2 separate regions of the Anser cygnoides genome follow, and region 1 is linked to region 2. The links are chromatin contacts, called in public Hi-C maps. All regions are on one chromosome and are shown on one strand. Each heading gives the region's core, a stretch centred on a gene start, on an enhancer-like site or on the middle of the called end of the contact. The rest is flanking DNA. Distances are from core to core; before and after follow the strand shown. Region 1 holds the start of FAM43A (family with sequence similarity 43 member A). Region 2 holds the start of ACAP2 (ArfGAP with coiled-coil, ankyrin repeat and PH domains 2).

The links. A called contact is a pair of places that touch in the nucleus more often than the background predicts.
Region 1: a contact with region 2 is called in a Hi-C map of granulosa cells, with 2.4 times the contacts expected there. The contact joins the promoter of FAM43A here to the promoter of ACAP2 in region 2. A contact is called at or near these places in 2 of 7 Hi-C or Micro-C datasets (granulosa cells and liver).

What each region holds. Positions count from the first base shown.
Region 1 is chr9:14,146,241-14,153,128 of Taihu_goose_T2T_genome, forward strand. It overlaps FAM43A (family with sequence similarity 43 member A), which reads right to left and starts at 1,920. Exons shown (of 1, transcript XM_013186104.3): 1 at 1-1,920. The coding sequence starts at 1,704. The coding sequence ends at 613. LSG1 (large 60S subunit nuclear export GTPase 1) reads left to right here and starts at 6,702. Exons shown (of 14, transcript XM_067002039.1): 1 at 6,702-6,858. The coding sequence starts at 6,784.
Region 2 is chr9:13,999,415-14,006,395 of Taihu_goose_T2T_genome, forward strand. It overlaps ACAP2 (ArfGAP with coiled-coil, ankyrin repeat and PH domains 2), which reads left to right and starts at 2,885. Exons shown (of 25, transcript XM_048076633.2): 1 at 2,885-3,064. The coding sequence starts at 3,012. It overlaps PPP1R2 (protein phosphatase 1 regulatory inhibitor subunit 2), which reads left to right. Exons shown (of 8, transcript XR_007168335.2): 8 at 1-2,293.

The DNA.
Region 1 (6,888 bases), core at 670-3,169, 150 kb after region 2:
AACCTCTCGGACACGACAGCACGATGGAGTGACTTTAATGTAGAAAACGGCGCCCCCCGCCCCCCCCCCCCCCTCGGATGTGAGATTTCTGACTGTAAACAAGGCGCAACACCTCCCTCCCTCCCTCCCTCCCTCCCCGGGGAAAGCTATTCCAGGAATTTGGCAGATCTTCAAGGGCTGAGCCGGAGGTAAACAGCCCGCAGCCACCTCCCGTCCTCGGGCCGCGGCAGCCCCCGGCCCCCGGTCCCGGGACGCGGCGGCGCCGCAGGGATCCGCTGCGCTCCCGGAGGGGCCCCGGGGAGACGCGGGGGGACCCGGTGCGCTCCCGGAGGGGCCCCGGGGGGGATCCGCAGCGGCCATGCACACCCGAGGGGGGGCCGCGCGGTGCCGCCGGAGGGGTCCCGGTGCTCCCCGGTGCAGCCACGGGCTCCGGCAGGGGGACGCCGTGCGCTGGCCGCGGAGGGGACCCGGTGCTCCCGGGGGGGCTCGGGGGCACCCCGGCGTCCCGGGGGCGGCCCGGCGGAGCCCCGCGCTCCCGGCAGGGGCCGTGCGCTGCCGGGGGGGCCGCCGGTGCCCCGGGCCGAGCCGTGCGCCCCCGGCGCCGCCGTGCGCTCAGCCGCTCTCCGGGTCGCCGGGGGGCGACTGCTCGGCGCCGTTGCAGGCCGGGGCGGCGCCGTCGGGGCCGTTGCTCTCCAGGGAGGACTCGCTGCCCGTGCTCTCCCCGGAGAGCAGCCGCCGGACGCGGAGGTCGGCGCGCAGCGAGCGCAGGTCGTTGCCCAGGCTGAGCTCGCCCAGGTCGCGCAGGAGCTGGCCCAGCTCCGGGGCCTCGCCGCGGCCGGCGCCGGAGCGCAGCAGCTCGCCCTCGGGCTCGCCCAGCGCCTCCAGGATGTCCTCGCAGTCCTCGCAGTGCATGGCCCGCTCCTCCTGCTCCTCGCCCAGCAGGTCCTCGGTGATGGAGCCCAGCTTGGGCGCGCTGCGGCTCCGCTCCACCGGCGGCTTGTAGCAGCACTGCCCGTTGAGCAGCTTGCGCAGCGGCACCAGCGGGATGCTCTGCTCGCCCACCAGCTGCTGCTGCTGGTGCCGCGCGTCGTCCCGCTTCTTCAGGCGGCGGAACTCGGCCAGCGCCGTGGCCGAGGTCTGGTAGAGCAGCAGGGCCATGGCCTTCGCCTTCTCGGGCTTGGAGACCAGCACGGCGTGGCAGCGCAGCATCACCGCCTTGTGCTTCAGCTCGTGGCGGTAGATCCAGGCGAAGACGCGCGGCAGGCGCGGGTCGGCCACGCAGTAGGTGACGCGGTGCAGCAGGTAGAGGTGGCCGGGCCGCCGCAGCCCCTTGTCCTCGGCGTGGGCCATGCGGATGCCCTGCGCGCTGATGGTCAGCTTCATCTTGGTGCCCTGCCGGCCGGCCTCGCTCTTGCTCCAGATCTTGCAGACGGCCAGGTCGGTGCAGCCCTCGCCCTTGGACTGGATGGTGGTGGCGTTGCCCAGGTAGAGCACGGTGTACGTGGGATCCTCGCTGGTCACGCGGAATTTCCGCCGCTTGGAGCGGAACATGCTGCCCACGCGGTGCAGGGCGCTCTCGGGGCACGCTCGAGCCAGCGAGGTGAGCGCCGAGTAGTGCACGCTCACCGCGTAGCCCTTGGCCTTGCCCTGCCGCCTCGCCTCGCCGGCGCCCAGCTCCACCTTGCTCCGCTTCCAGGGCAGCATCGCCCCGCCGAGCCTCGGCTACGCGCCGCGCCGCCGGCTCGGGCCGAGGGGGCTCATGCCACGGCGGGGGCGGCCGGGCTGCCCGCCCGCCTCACATCCTCGCGGGACCGCGGCCGGAGATATAGGGCGGGCGCCGGCGCTCCGCGGGCGCGGAGAGGGGAGGCCCCGCGCACCGAGGGCGGAGCGCCCGCTGCCCGCGGCCCGCGGAGCCGCCGCCGCCGCCGCTCCGCTCCGCTCCGCTCTGCGCCGCCGCCGCTGCTCTGCGGCCCCGGCCCCGGCCCCGGCACCGCCACCGAGGGGCGGGCAGGGGGCGGTGTCAGCCCCGCAGCGCCGCCCCGCAGCGCCCCGGCCCCGCCGCCGGGCAGCGCGGAGCCGCAGGGCAGCGGGGGGCTGCGGCGAGGGGAGCCCCCCCCCCCCCCCGGTGCAGCAGGGAGACCAGAAGCTTCCTGCAGCTTTCTGCTACGGGCGCTCGGGCACGTTCCCCTAACGGAGAGCTTCAGAAAGGCGGCCCCCGGCTGCTCGCCGCAGCTCCCCGCAGCGCTGTCCTGCCCTCTGGGCAGCGAGTCCCGAGCCGCTTTCTCGGGGTGTCCAGAAGTGCTCGACGGAACGGCAGCGAATACTTATTAATGCGGTAAAACAGGCAAAAGTGCGCTTAAATCGCCTGGCAAACCGTTTGCAGAGTTTGGATGGATTAGAACAAATTGTCGTTATTATTATTGCGTTGTGCCACCTAGCAGACTGCCCGGGAACTGCAGGTAACCGCAGCGGCCGGGGCCCGACTGCTCGGAGCCCGGCTGCCCCCGGCTGCTGCACCCCGAAACCAGCCCCGCACCGGGGGCAGCGCTGCAGACGCGGTCCCCAGGGGCCCAGCCCGGGCTGGCGGCGGGGACCCATGACCGCATCTGTTTCCAGAGGCGCTGCTGGGTGTGTGTCTGCAACACACGGCGTTTCCTGTCTCTGGCGGGTCTAGCGCAGCACTTTTGCAGCGCTAGAAAGCCTGTGGCTGGCTCTGGAAAGTGCAGGCTTCATTTTTCGTCCTGGGCATAAAGCCCTGCACCCTCTGAAATGCTGTAATGGGCTCAGCACACATACGTGGGGTGGCACTTCCATCCCGTGCTGCCTTCTTGGGGTGCAGGTTTCGGTGTCGCCCCTCACGGAGCCCGACGGGTGCCGCAGCCGGGGAGCAGCACCCAGCGCAGCTGCCTATGGGCCAGCCGAAAGTGCAGCTGCAGGGAAGGCGCCTTGTGGTTTAAACCCTGCCCAAGGATGGAAATTGTCTCAGCTCGGCTCCTAACTGTACTTTCTCACCGTTTGGTGTGCCAGATCATTGCAGCCTTCCATGCTTCGTTAGTGGGCCTGATTAGCATCAGGACCGTCTCTGTCTGCTTCGGTTCGGGGCTGACCCCTCCTAGCCCCAAGCTGGGGGCTGTGTTGCGGTGTTTCCAGCCCAAGGCTGGGTGGTGCTGCTGCTGGGTGTCTGCATGAAGTCTGGCAGCACAGAGAGGCTCAGTTATGTCTGAGACACCAGCCCTAAGCGTGGGGATGCTCCCGTGGATGTCTGCGTTTCATTGCCAGGAGGGGAACCTGAGGCACAGCACGGCAGCGGCCAGCCCTGCAGGGCCGGGACAAGCACAAGGCTCCCTGCGAGGACGGCAGGACCCGAGCTCTGCAGGGCATGCACGCCGGGGGCTTATCTACACAGCCCTGTAGCCTGGGGGGGAGCAAAGCAGCCAGCTCTCCATTTACGTTACACACCAGCAGCTACCGAGCATCACCTGCCTCTGTGCGCCCGCCCGGCGAGCTTTTCCACGGCGTGGGAAAGTCTGGCAGATACAATCTCTCCCGAGCAGCCCGGCCTTCCCTGCTCGCAGCCTGCGCTGCAGCGCTGTGCCTGGCCCTTGGCAGCGCTCCCCCTTCCTGCCCTGCTCCACCCTCCTCCTCCTCGCTCTGCGGGATGAGGCCCAGGGCTGCACCCCACTGCCGGCTGTGGGCTCGGGGTGTGCTGCCCACCACCCCTGCTGGGGAACGTGCTGCCTGCCCCGCTGGTGCTTCCCGGATGGGTGACACCCTGTGGGGAGCAGCCCCAGCACCGGGGTGGGTTTTGTACCCTGCAGCCGGAGCTGGCAGAGGTCTGCATGGCTGGGGAGGGCAGCGGGAAGAGGATGCCGCTTCTGCCCGAGCAGCCTGCCGATGGGGGAAAGTGGATGTGATGAGGCCGAAATAATTCATGGGGTTGTATCAATTTTGTCAGCATGTGAACACACCCTAGATAGCAGCAGATCTCATCTTGCTGCAGCAGCCGAAGTGACACAGTCAAAGTGAAACGTTTCAAACCGGCATTTCAGTATTTTCCAAAACAAAGCATTTTAGAGGCTCTGTAATTGTGATAAGTGTCGGAGCTTCAACCCTTTGTTCCCAAGTGGGACAGAGGAAACGTTGAAATGTCAGGATTTCCCATGAAAATGAAAGCCTGAGCAGAGCCCAGGCTCCACAGGGCAGGACGGGCGCTGTGTCCCCTGCCCCAGCGCTGCTCCTCCAGCTCTTGCCTGCTGCGCGGTGCTGGGGCAGCCCGAGATGGGCTGGGCAGCGGGTGGTGTGAGGCACACCCCTGCTCTCAAGGAAAAGGGTCATTAATGGCCTTTAATTGACACCTCCTGCTACCCTGCGTGGGTGCCATAGGGCATCAGCGCCCCATCCTGATGGGCCAGGACTTGGAAGGAGCAATGCCAGGAGGGTGTGAGGAGCGTGGGGTGCCCACGCGGTGACGGCCCCGGCTCCCCCTCGGCACACCGAGAGATGCTGCCGGCACAGCTCGGGGTGCCGCAGCCTGGGTGCCAGGGATGTGCCTCTGGGCAGGGCAGCTGAGGCCACGGCGGTCGCGGCACACCTCCGCCACCGCGGTTGTTTTTCAGACACCGAGGGCGGGCACACCCCGCTTCCTGCACAGGCGGCCCCGGCGCTTCCTGCGCCCGCTGCTATAATTAGAAGGGCAGCAGGGGGCCAAGCCCCCAGGAGGTGCTCACGGACCGTGCCAAGCACCCGACCTCCTGCTGTGCCAGCAGCCGAGGGGCAGAGGTGGCGTTGGGGCGGTGTCCTCTGCCCGATGTCCCAGTGCCACGAGGGCAGCCCCTGCCCGTGGAGAGGGGAGCGGGCAGCCATGGGGCAGCGGGGCTGAGCCCGGGTCGAGCCAGTGCATGGGAAGCTGGAGAAATCCCCTTCCTGCTCCGATGCACGTGGCCCTGCCTGATTAACCTTCCCCCACCCCAACAGGCAGGAAGGTGATTTTATCTTCGTGTGGCTGGTGGAATAAGTGGAGTCTGAAAAACTTGCCGGAGGGCACCAGCAGGGTTGGTGCCTTTCCAGGGCTCAGCCTGCTCCTGGAGAGGAGTGAGCCCACTCCCAAAAGACCAGGCTCCCCCTCTTCCTGGGGATCCCAGGCGGAGGATGGATGCAGCCTGCCCTGTGGCATGTCGTGGTGGCCCTTCTGCCAGGCCCAGGGCTCCTTTGGCACCTCTGTCCCACGTGTGAGGACAGCCTGGCGCTGCTGCTGGCTCTGCGTACCACTTTGTCCCCTCCCTGGCCAGCCCCGTCCCAACTGCTCTCCAGACCGTGGGTGAATACACGGTGCCCTCCTGCACGGCGGGAGCCCTGCTGCTCTTCAGGCCCATCTCCCTGCCGTGCTGACACGTGTCTGACTGCAGCTGCAAACAAGGGGACTCAGGCAGATGTAACTTTGCACAGAGCAGAACGGTCTGCGTGTCCTTTCAGGGGTGCCTTGGGGGGTAGGGGGGGGTTCTTAGTATATCTGCTTGTCAGGCTTGAGCCGGTAATACCGCTGAATCAAGCATTGTGAAACTGCATGAATAATGAATAGCCATCACATGAATATTTCAGAGACACAGTCCTGAGATCTCCCAGTGCTGCCTTAAAGGAAAATGGAGGAAAAGTTGTCCAGAAAGAACAATGTTTCCTCTAGGCAAAATGCACTGGCACTGCTGGCTTTTGAAAATGGGCTGCTGCTACTAAATAATTCTCCGGATTTGCATGAAAAACTGGAGCAATGGTTTCGCTCCAAGGCAGAAGAAGTTGGGAGGGAAGCCAGCCTTTTTGGCACAAGCAGATGATTACCCCGCAGTGGAAGAGGAGCAGACTTCTCCTTTGTCTATCCAGAGTTTTTTGTGAGAAGTCCCACCAGCTGTGGCTGCCCTCCAGCCAGCCAGGCGCTCTGTGAACATGGTGCAGAGGAGCTTGGTGAGCCCCTGGTGGTGCAGCCAAGCGGGGCTCCGCTTCTGGAGGCCTCGTGCCCATCTCCTCCGTGCTGTCCCGAGCTCTCAGCCCCTAATGTATGTGCATGGGTACCGAGGCCACCTCTACGCAGCTCCTGCGTCTTCTCCTAGAAGACATTTACTCTTCCTCAGTAAATGTCTTCTAGGAGAAGCATATTGCCAGGTGAGGTACAACCAGAAGAAACCCATCTGGCTCGGGTCGGCGCAGCACAGTGACGGGTGGGCTGGGGGACGCTGCAGTTAAAAATAGGGAATTAAGGACCTAGCTGAGACTTGGATGTCTCTGTCACTTGGGTCACCTAGTCTGTGTCTCCCTCAGCACTGCTCTGCTCAGAGTAACCCTTGCTAATGCACACTGCCGAAGGCTTCAGGTGGGTGTGTGGAAGAAGGCTGGATGAAAGCCGGAGTTGTTGGCTTGGCCCTCTGCAAAGCTTGCCGCGGGTCCTTGGCATCCCCTGAGGCACCAGGGCCGCCGTGTGCCCTGCGTGGGGTGGTTTTGGGGGAAAAAACGAGGGGAAAGAGGCTTCCGAGGGGGCTGCGGGCATCTCACCGAGGCCCTCTTCCTTTGCACACAGGGACGGCCGGCGGGGCAGGGCAGCGAGCAGCGGCCGCGGGGCCGGGCCGGGCACACGGCGGGGACAAGGGGGACCCGGGGGGGGGACAAGGGGGGCCCAGGGCGGCCACAGGGCACCGCCCGGAACCTTTCCTCCCCGGAACGCCGCAGCGGGGCCGCGGCGGAGCGGCGGCTGCGGGGACCTCCGGTTCCTGGGGCGGCCGGTTCCGGGCGGGCCGCATGGGGAGGAAGCGGGGCGCGGGGCTGGGCCGCTGCCTGCAGCGGGGCGCGGGGCGCCGCGGGGCCGCCTCATGGGTAGGGCGGCGGGGCCGGGGCGGGGGGACC
Region 2 (6,981 bases), core at 1,635-4,134:
CTGCCTAATTCAGTTATGTTGTTTACGATGTGGTTGTGTAGCCCTTGTAAAGAGGGATTCTGAACCTCCACATTGCTGTAAACAACTTCCCACTCAATGGAATTTGACTAGTGAATGTTCTAGTATTCAAAATAGCTCCTGGGTTTTATTACACCAATGAAGTATACACTTAAGCTTTAGCTTGATTATGGAATACAGTGTATATCTTAATTTTGGTCTGAATTTGATATGTTGCAAAAATCCATATAATTATATGGATCTATTTTAAAATGTCTCTTTGTCCACTGTATATGTGAAGTTTGAATAAAGGAATGAAAGTTATTTTACAGTTACCTGCATTCTCAAGTGTGAGCTTTCATGAAATCCCAGAGAGAGTGAGAGTGAATAAAGCAGTAGAATGCTGTCACTTGCAAGGTTTACACAGGAATAATAATTAGAATGGGTGTATTGCCAAAGATATCTGTGAGCTTTGCTAAATGGTGTGCCTTTCCTAAATATCTCCTCCTTATAGACAACATGGTTGTCAGTTGTCGGATACTTGATCTCTTAAGGGCCTGAATTAAAATCAGTATTGTCTTTTCACAAGAAAAAGTTGAACTCCTGGTTTGGTGCAGTGTGATGATGCTACTTTTGCAGTATGGAGATTGCTGCTTCTTGTGTCAAAAATTTTGTATCAATTTCTGTAGGTATGCAGGGGCAAAGAGTAAGCAATTAGATGCTTGTGACTCCTACAGTCTCTTATTGTAGCTTTAAACTTGGCTCTCAAAGTGTTTCAAAATTTACACCCTTTATGTATTAGCTTTGAGAGTTCAGATTGTTGGTATGTGCAAAGCTCTTTGCAGACCAGCCTGCATTTCAGATGGTCTGCCCTAGCTAAGGCACAAAGTCCTAATGAGAGAGTAGTGGCACTTGGCAAAGCTGCGTGGCTTTTGGATTGGAGCTTGAGAGGGTCAAGATTTGACCAATGCGTGTGGGTAACACAGTTGTCTTATGTGATGCTTTAAAACAGATTACTCTTAATTTGTGATAAAGTATCCATAATTAAAGCAGAAACCATCAGAAAGCTCTTGCGTGAGCTAATGTCCTGCCTTCTTCCCCACCACAATTCTTGTGCCCAAGACCTTGTTTTTATTTAATTTTTGGTGTGAGTTCCTTGTAGCCTACAATGCTTGCAAAGCATTTAATTTAACAAACAAACCCCCCTTTGTTAACTTTCAGTCAAGTTCTTTCCTGTAACGATTTCCAAAATCCTAGATGAACTGGGTATGTATCCTTGAGGAAGGTAGAGTGCACATAAATACATGAAGGTAGTTTCAAATGAATCTCAGAATGTATAGGTTCCCTTCATCTTTCAGATCTTAAGCAGTCTGGGTGATCGCTCTTCTGCTGTGCAACCAAGTCCCCAGGTTTCAGTTAGATGCAGTTTGGATAGGAACTTCTTTGGTTTTAGTGATGTCTTTTAATAAAGGTTTGTTGTCCTCCTCACTTTCTTCAGTGCTAGCAAAAATTCTCTTCGTACTTTGTATGACTCACCTGGACTGCAACCCAATGTACCTGACGCTGCTTCTAGATGAGAGGCTGGTTCACCTGATTTCTATCCAGGCTTAACCCTTCATGTATTTTAAAGGCTAAAATAGATAAGTTTACTTTGCAGTTACTGCAGATCTTCTTAATAGCTATTTTGGTTTGTTTTTAGAGGAATGTCTGATTTCCTTCTATTTTGGAAATATTAATTATAGCTCCCTGCTGAGTAGGGACAAAGGAGAGGACATGCCTTTCTTCTTTCATTTGCATGCAGGTTTTAATCTTGTGGTGATACAGTAACAGCTCATTTGTAGCGTAAAGAGCGGTGTAAAGAGGAAACAAAACACACGCAGCCCTCACCAACGTGGAAATGGAAATCCACAGCATCGGCATTGCAGTGTTTCTCACACAGATTTATTTAAGCCCTCAAGTACCATCCTGTTTAGGGAAAATATTTCCAGAATGCTTCCAGGAGGAAGATCACTTGCAAATAACAGCCTTAACCCTGTCCTTAAGGTTTTTTTGTCCTTGAAGGTTTTTTGGTGGTTTGCTTTTGTTTTGTTTTGCTTTACACTGTGTTGGGCACTTAGTGTGCCCAAATATTTTTTCTGCAGCTGTCTGTGGTGTTGAACTCGTGTATCTCACAGGAATTCTTTGTTTCTGTAACATGCTTTTTTGTGGTCTGTATTACGAAACCACCTCACAACTGTAACTATTCTGTTTGAAAACAGTGTTAAGTGTCACCAAATAAATAAAAGTCCTTGGTTTCCGTACTGCCTACGTAACTTGGGGTCCGCCTCTGCCCGCTCCGCAGGCGGAGGAAGGAAGCTGGGGGCTGGCGCGGCGCCGAGGGCCTCGTGAGGGGCGCGCTGAGGGGCGGGGCCCGCCTCAGGGGACAAGCCCGGGCCCCCTGGGCCGACCGCCATAGGAGCCTCCCGCCGCCGCCGCGACCGACAGGCGGCCTGGCCTATCGCAGCGCGGGGGCGGGCCCCTTCCTTGCCTAAGAGCGCTGCTATTGGTCTTTCGGGTCGCCGTGGCAACGGAGCTGGCCAACGGGTGAGCGGCTTACGGCGGTCTCCCCGTTGGCTTGCCCGGCTGTTACTCTTTTAAGGCCCAATGCGGAAGCGATCCCCGAGACGCCCGGCGGTTGGCTGCCTCCTGCGAGAGGCACAGTTATTGGCCAGCCTGCCTGTTACACCCTCCCCTCGCGCTTTGCGATTGGTCAAACCGCCCCCCTTTCCCCTTGGCTCGGCCGTCACCCCCCCCCCCTTACTCCGCTACGGCGAAGCCCCGCCTACAGTTACATTTCATTGGCCGAGCCCCCCTTTTCCTGCCTCCCATTGGCCAGCGGGGCCGTCAGTCGCGGCGGGGCGCGGGAGGAGGGCAGAGGGGCGCTCGGTGCGGCGTCCCCTCAGCAGCCGCTGGGCCCCGCCCGGCCTCGCCCCGTGCCCGGCGTCGGCGGCGGGGCCGCGCGTGCGGGCGGCAGCATGAGGGTGGCCGTGGACTTCGAGGAGTGCCTCAAGGACTCGCCGCGCTTCAGGTGCCGGGGCTGGGGGCGCGGGGCTGGGGGCGGCCCGCCCGGGGGTGCCGCGGCCCCGTGAGGGGACGGGCTGGGGCTGGGGCCCGGCACTGCCCGCCTCAGGGCAGCGGGGGGGGGGGGGAGCGCTGCTGCCGGGGGAAGGCCCAGGGGAAGGCGCCGGGCACCTCCTGAGGGAACGGCAGCGGGTTCTGGGGCTGCCCCAGCCGCCTGGTGGCGGCGGGGTCCCGCACTGCCTTAATTAACCTCAGAGCTGTGCGATTAAACGCAGTTCTGTTTGGCTATTGATATGCTGAGTATAGGAGGCGTCTCGGAAGGCAAGGAGCTGGGACACGTTTCAAGCCGTGTGCACGGTGCTGCTCTTTCCAAGTTGCTCTGAATCTCCACCGTATCGCCTTCTTCCCCCCTCGATCCTCTTCCCTCAAGGAGAGAGGCTGCAGAAGGCACCGTGTCAGGGTCTGCTAACGCGTTGTGGTCTCCCTGCAGCCTCTGATGCTGCCCCCGCTGAGGAACTGCAGAAAGCCTCCTGGCGAAGTCTCTTGAAGCCACCAAAGCGTTCTTCCAGGCTTCAAGTGCTAGGAAGTGGTTAAAGTCGTGAAGCAAAGATCCTGCACAACTTCTGGTTTTAAAAAGCCAAAAAGCAAAATAACACCCGCTTGATAGCTTTCATTATGCATTAGTATTTACTTCTGTAACTCCGTCCATTTGGATGTGTTCATGCGATTTCCCTAATCCGAACACTCGGAAGCCTTCTCGATGGGGCTGGCTGCAGTGGTTTTACCGAGGGTCGATACACACAGTGATGCAGAGCGAGGCTTTTATAGGTCTGAGCGTTACTGGAGGGAGCAGCGCCCTTGTGCTGTATCCCTCGGCTCACAGCAAGGCAGAGCCGCGGCTGCCTCCTGACCTTGCTGAACAGGTGGGTGTAGTCCCGGTCCTTCCCATCAGTGTACCTGTTGGAGCGGTTAAATAAACCTGTCAGGAGGCACACACTGCGTGGAAGTGTCATCGTTTACTTACGTTGTACTTATAGCCACAGAGAAGACAGGGAGGAAGTAGATGAATCAGAGTTTCTGAGTCACCAAATCCCTTTTTTCACAGGGAACAACTTAAATCTTTCAAAACACTGCTACGTCCATCTTCAGAGTCGTGGATTTCCTGCTTGTCTGCCTCTCAGAAGGTCACGTCAATCACTTTTTGGCGTTGATGTGAAATTGGGAATCACAGAACTGTAGGGGTTGGAAGGGGCCTCAGGAGATCGTCGGGTCCAGCCCCCGTAATGCATGCTGAATCCAAGAAGGGGTTGTTAGTTGACGTGCAAAGCGTATGAAGGTAGCATGGGTTGTTGCTGGTGCAATGATGGATAATGGCCACAGAGATCCCCTCAAACGCGCGGTGTGTTATTTCGTAGTAAGTCATCTTTTTTCCCAGCAAATAAAGAAATCGTTGGATTAGAAAACCCGAAGCAAGGGTGGCCTTCTTGCGTCTCTGTGTTTGTGAACTTGGGTCAGATCAGATCAGCTCACGTGTGGAAACCTGAGGTTTAGGAGCTTATTTCTGAAAGGGCAATAGAAACGGCTGTGAATTTGAGCACAGTTTTGTAAACTTGCAATCATGTTTTGCTGCGTGTGTTTTTTTCCCTAATTGCACTCTTCCTTTGAAGCTTTGAAAATAATCTCTCAGCAGTCATGTGCTTCGTGACTCCCGTTCTTGAAGCATGGACAAACCGACGAGCTAGCGAGGAAGTGTGTTCGCAGTTCTCCTGCGGTGTGTTGCTGTCATCCCTCGAATGAAGAAGTTGCATAGGGAGGGGCCTTGGAGCAGTCCCTGGGTAGCAAAAATGGAGTTGTGCTGACAAGTTCTTTTGGTATAATCAGGAATTCCTGGACTGTCTTTTTATATCCAGATAGTGTTGTGAAATAATACTTTCTCCTTATCTTTAAACAATGAGAATTTCAGTTTCAGAGGTTATTGGAACAGGCTTTCTTTTTTTTTTCTTCTTGTAACTAAAGAATCATTTCTTAATAGATGAAGTATGCACTGCAGCAGCCCCTTTGATCACTTTAAACCTAAATCATTAGAAAGGACAGGTACGTTTAAGTGATGTGGAAACATACCTGCTGTGACAGTGATCTTGATAAATAATAGAGCAGAATTGTGTTGCTTGTGATGTGAGTAATTAATTGTAAGAACTCTCTAGGGAAAAAACAACAACAACAACGAAGCTTTAGCCTGTTGCAATCTTTAAATTCATCAGTAGAAAGTTGATATTCTTGAGATCGCTTATTTGTCCTTATCTGCCACTGTGGCTGGATTTTTTTTTTTTGCATTCAGAGAGAGTGCACTTCCTGAGAGCCCAGCTGCAGGACAGATGATGGGCGAGAGTTAGAGGAAAGCATGGAAATGCAGCTGCAAATCACTGTTCTTAGTCAAAGCATATAAGGGGTAGTTTGAGTAGAATTGTTGGCTGTGGCATGTCTTCCTCGAAGGGACCTGTGTGAGGAGTCCTCGGTGTAGGTGTAACCGCAGCACTGCGTGCCGTGGGGGGCCTGCAGCACGAGGGCGGCTGCCTTGTCGCTGGCATTCCCTGATACACGAGTGCTTTTGCCTTTGTTTTGTCTGGCTTGAATGTTAGAGCAAGTTGTGGCTGTTGTAATGCTTGTTTGCTGGTTTTTCGTTTTGGTGAAAAACTTTTACGGACAGTCTGTTAAATTGGGATTTTTTCAAAACCCAACTCAAGCTTTTAGGAACAATTCCCGACTTCGGGCGGTTCAGCCCTGGTGCAGGGTGCAGTCTGCGAGGCGGTCAGTTTGGTGAAGGATTTTCTGTTTTGCACTCACTATTATATTTAAGTATGCATCTACAAAAGCAATAAGCAGTCCTTCACGTCAGCTGTAGCGAATATGTGAGCATTTAAATATCCTGCAGAAACAGGAAGGGGAAATGGGATGCAGACCTCGTGGCAGGAGTGTCAGCGTGCTCTGCAACCTCGGGGCTGCCCGGGCCAGGGGGTCCTGCTGGGATGGGCCTCGCTGCGAGCGGAGCGGGGGGTGGAGAAGTGCTGGAGGGAGCTGTCTGCTCCCGCTGCTAAAATAAATAAAGACCGGCTTTTACCTTCTGTCAGCGCTTGTTGCAATTTATTTGCTTTTAGGAAGGATTGAATCCCTTTGCGTGCACATAGAACAGGAAGAATAGGCCACGTAGATTAGAACATCTCTTTCCTTCTCTAGCATGAAGGACGTGATTAACTTGAATTTGTTTTTAGTATATCTTATGTCAGTAAACGTGCCACGTTGTAATGGGAATAAACTCTTTTAAAATCCCTTCTAAGGTTTATCTTTCTGTAAATCTGTTCCTTGAACTGTTGTTTTTAGGTAGTTGCATTGATCTGATGGAAGTAATCTAATATCTAGTTCTTTGTAGTTGTGTTGATCTGATGGAATAAATAATAGAAGTTCTTTTTGGTATGGATTCATAGTGATCAAAGTGCAATAGCTTGAAAGAACTCATCTCTAAATTCGGTAGCATTCAATTGTGTGTTAACCACTGAACACCTCCACTGAGAGCCTAGTTTGCTGTGTGTCCTGTGTCAGAAGGCCTAGTGAGAATGGCTGTCTGAGCGGGTCACTGGTGCCACTTTGGGTTTTCTACGTTGCTGATTTTCTCTGTAGTTCAGTGCTGTGAAACCCAAGTTGAGTCGATAGGCATCTGTCCTGCAGGTAACGGGCGGAGTTCTGTCACACGGGGATGCGGGTAAGGCAGGGAAGTGGCTGCTTTACCCTGTCTGGAATAGCTCTTGTTGAGCTGCCAGAGCCCAGCACGTGTACCTAACCTGTCTGCTTATTACTTTCGGAGGAGAACGCAGAAACGGGAACATGGGCAATGCTCTCGGACCCCACAAACGGTGCCACCGTGCTCCA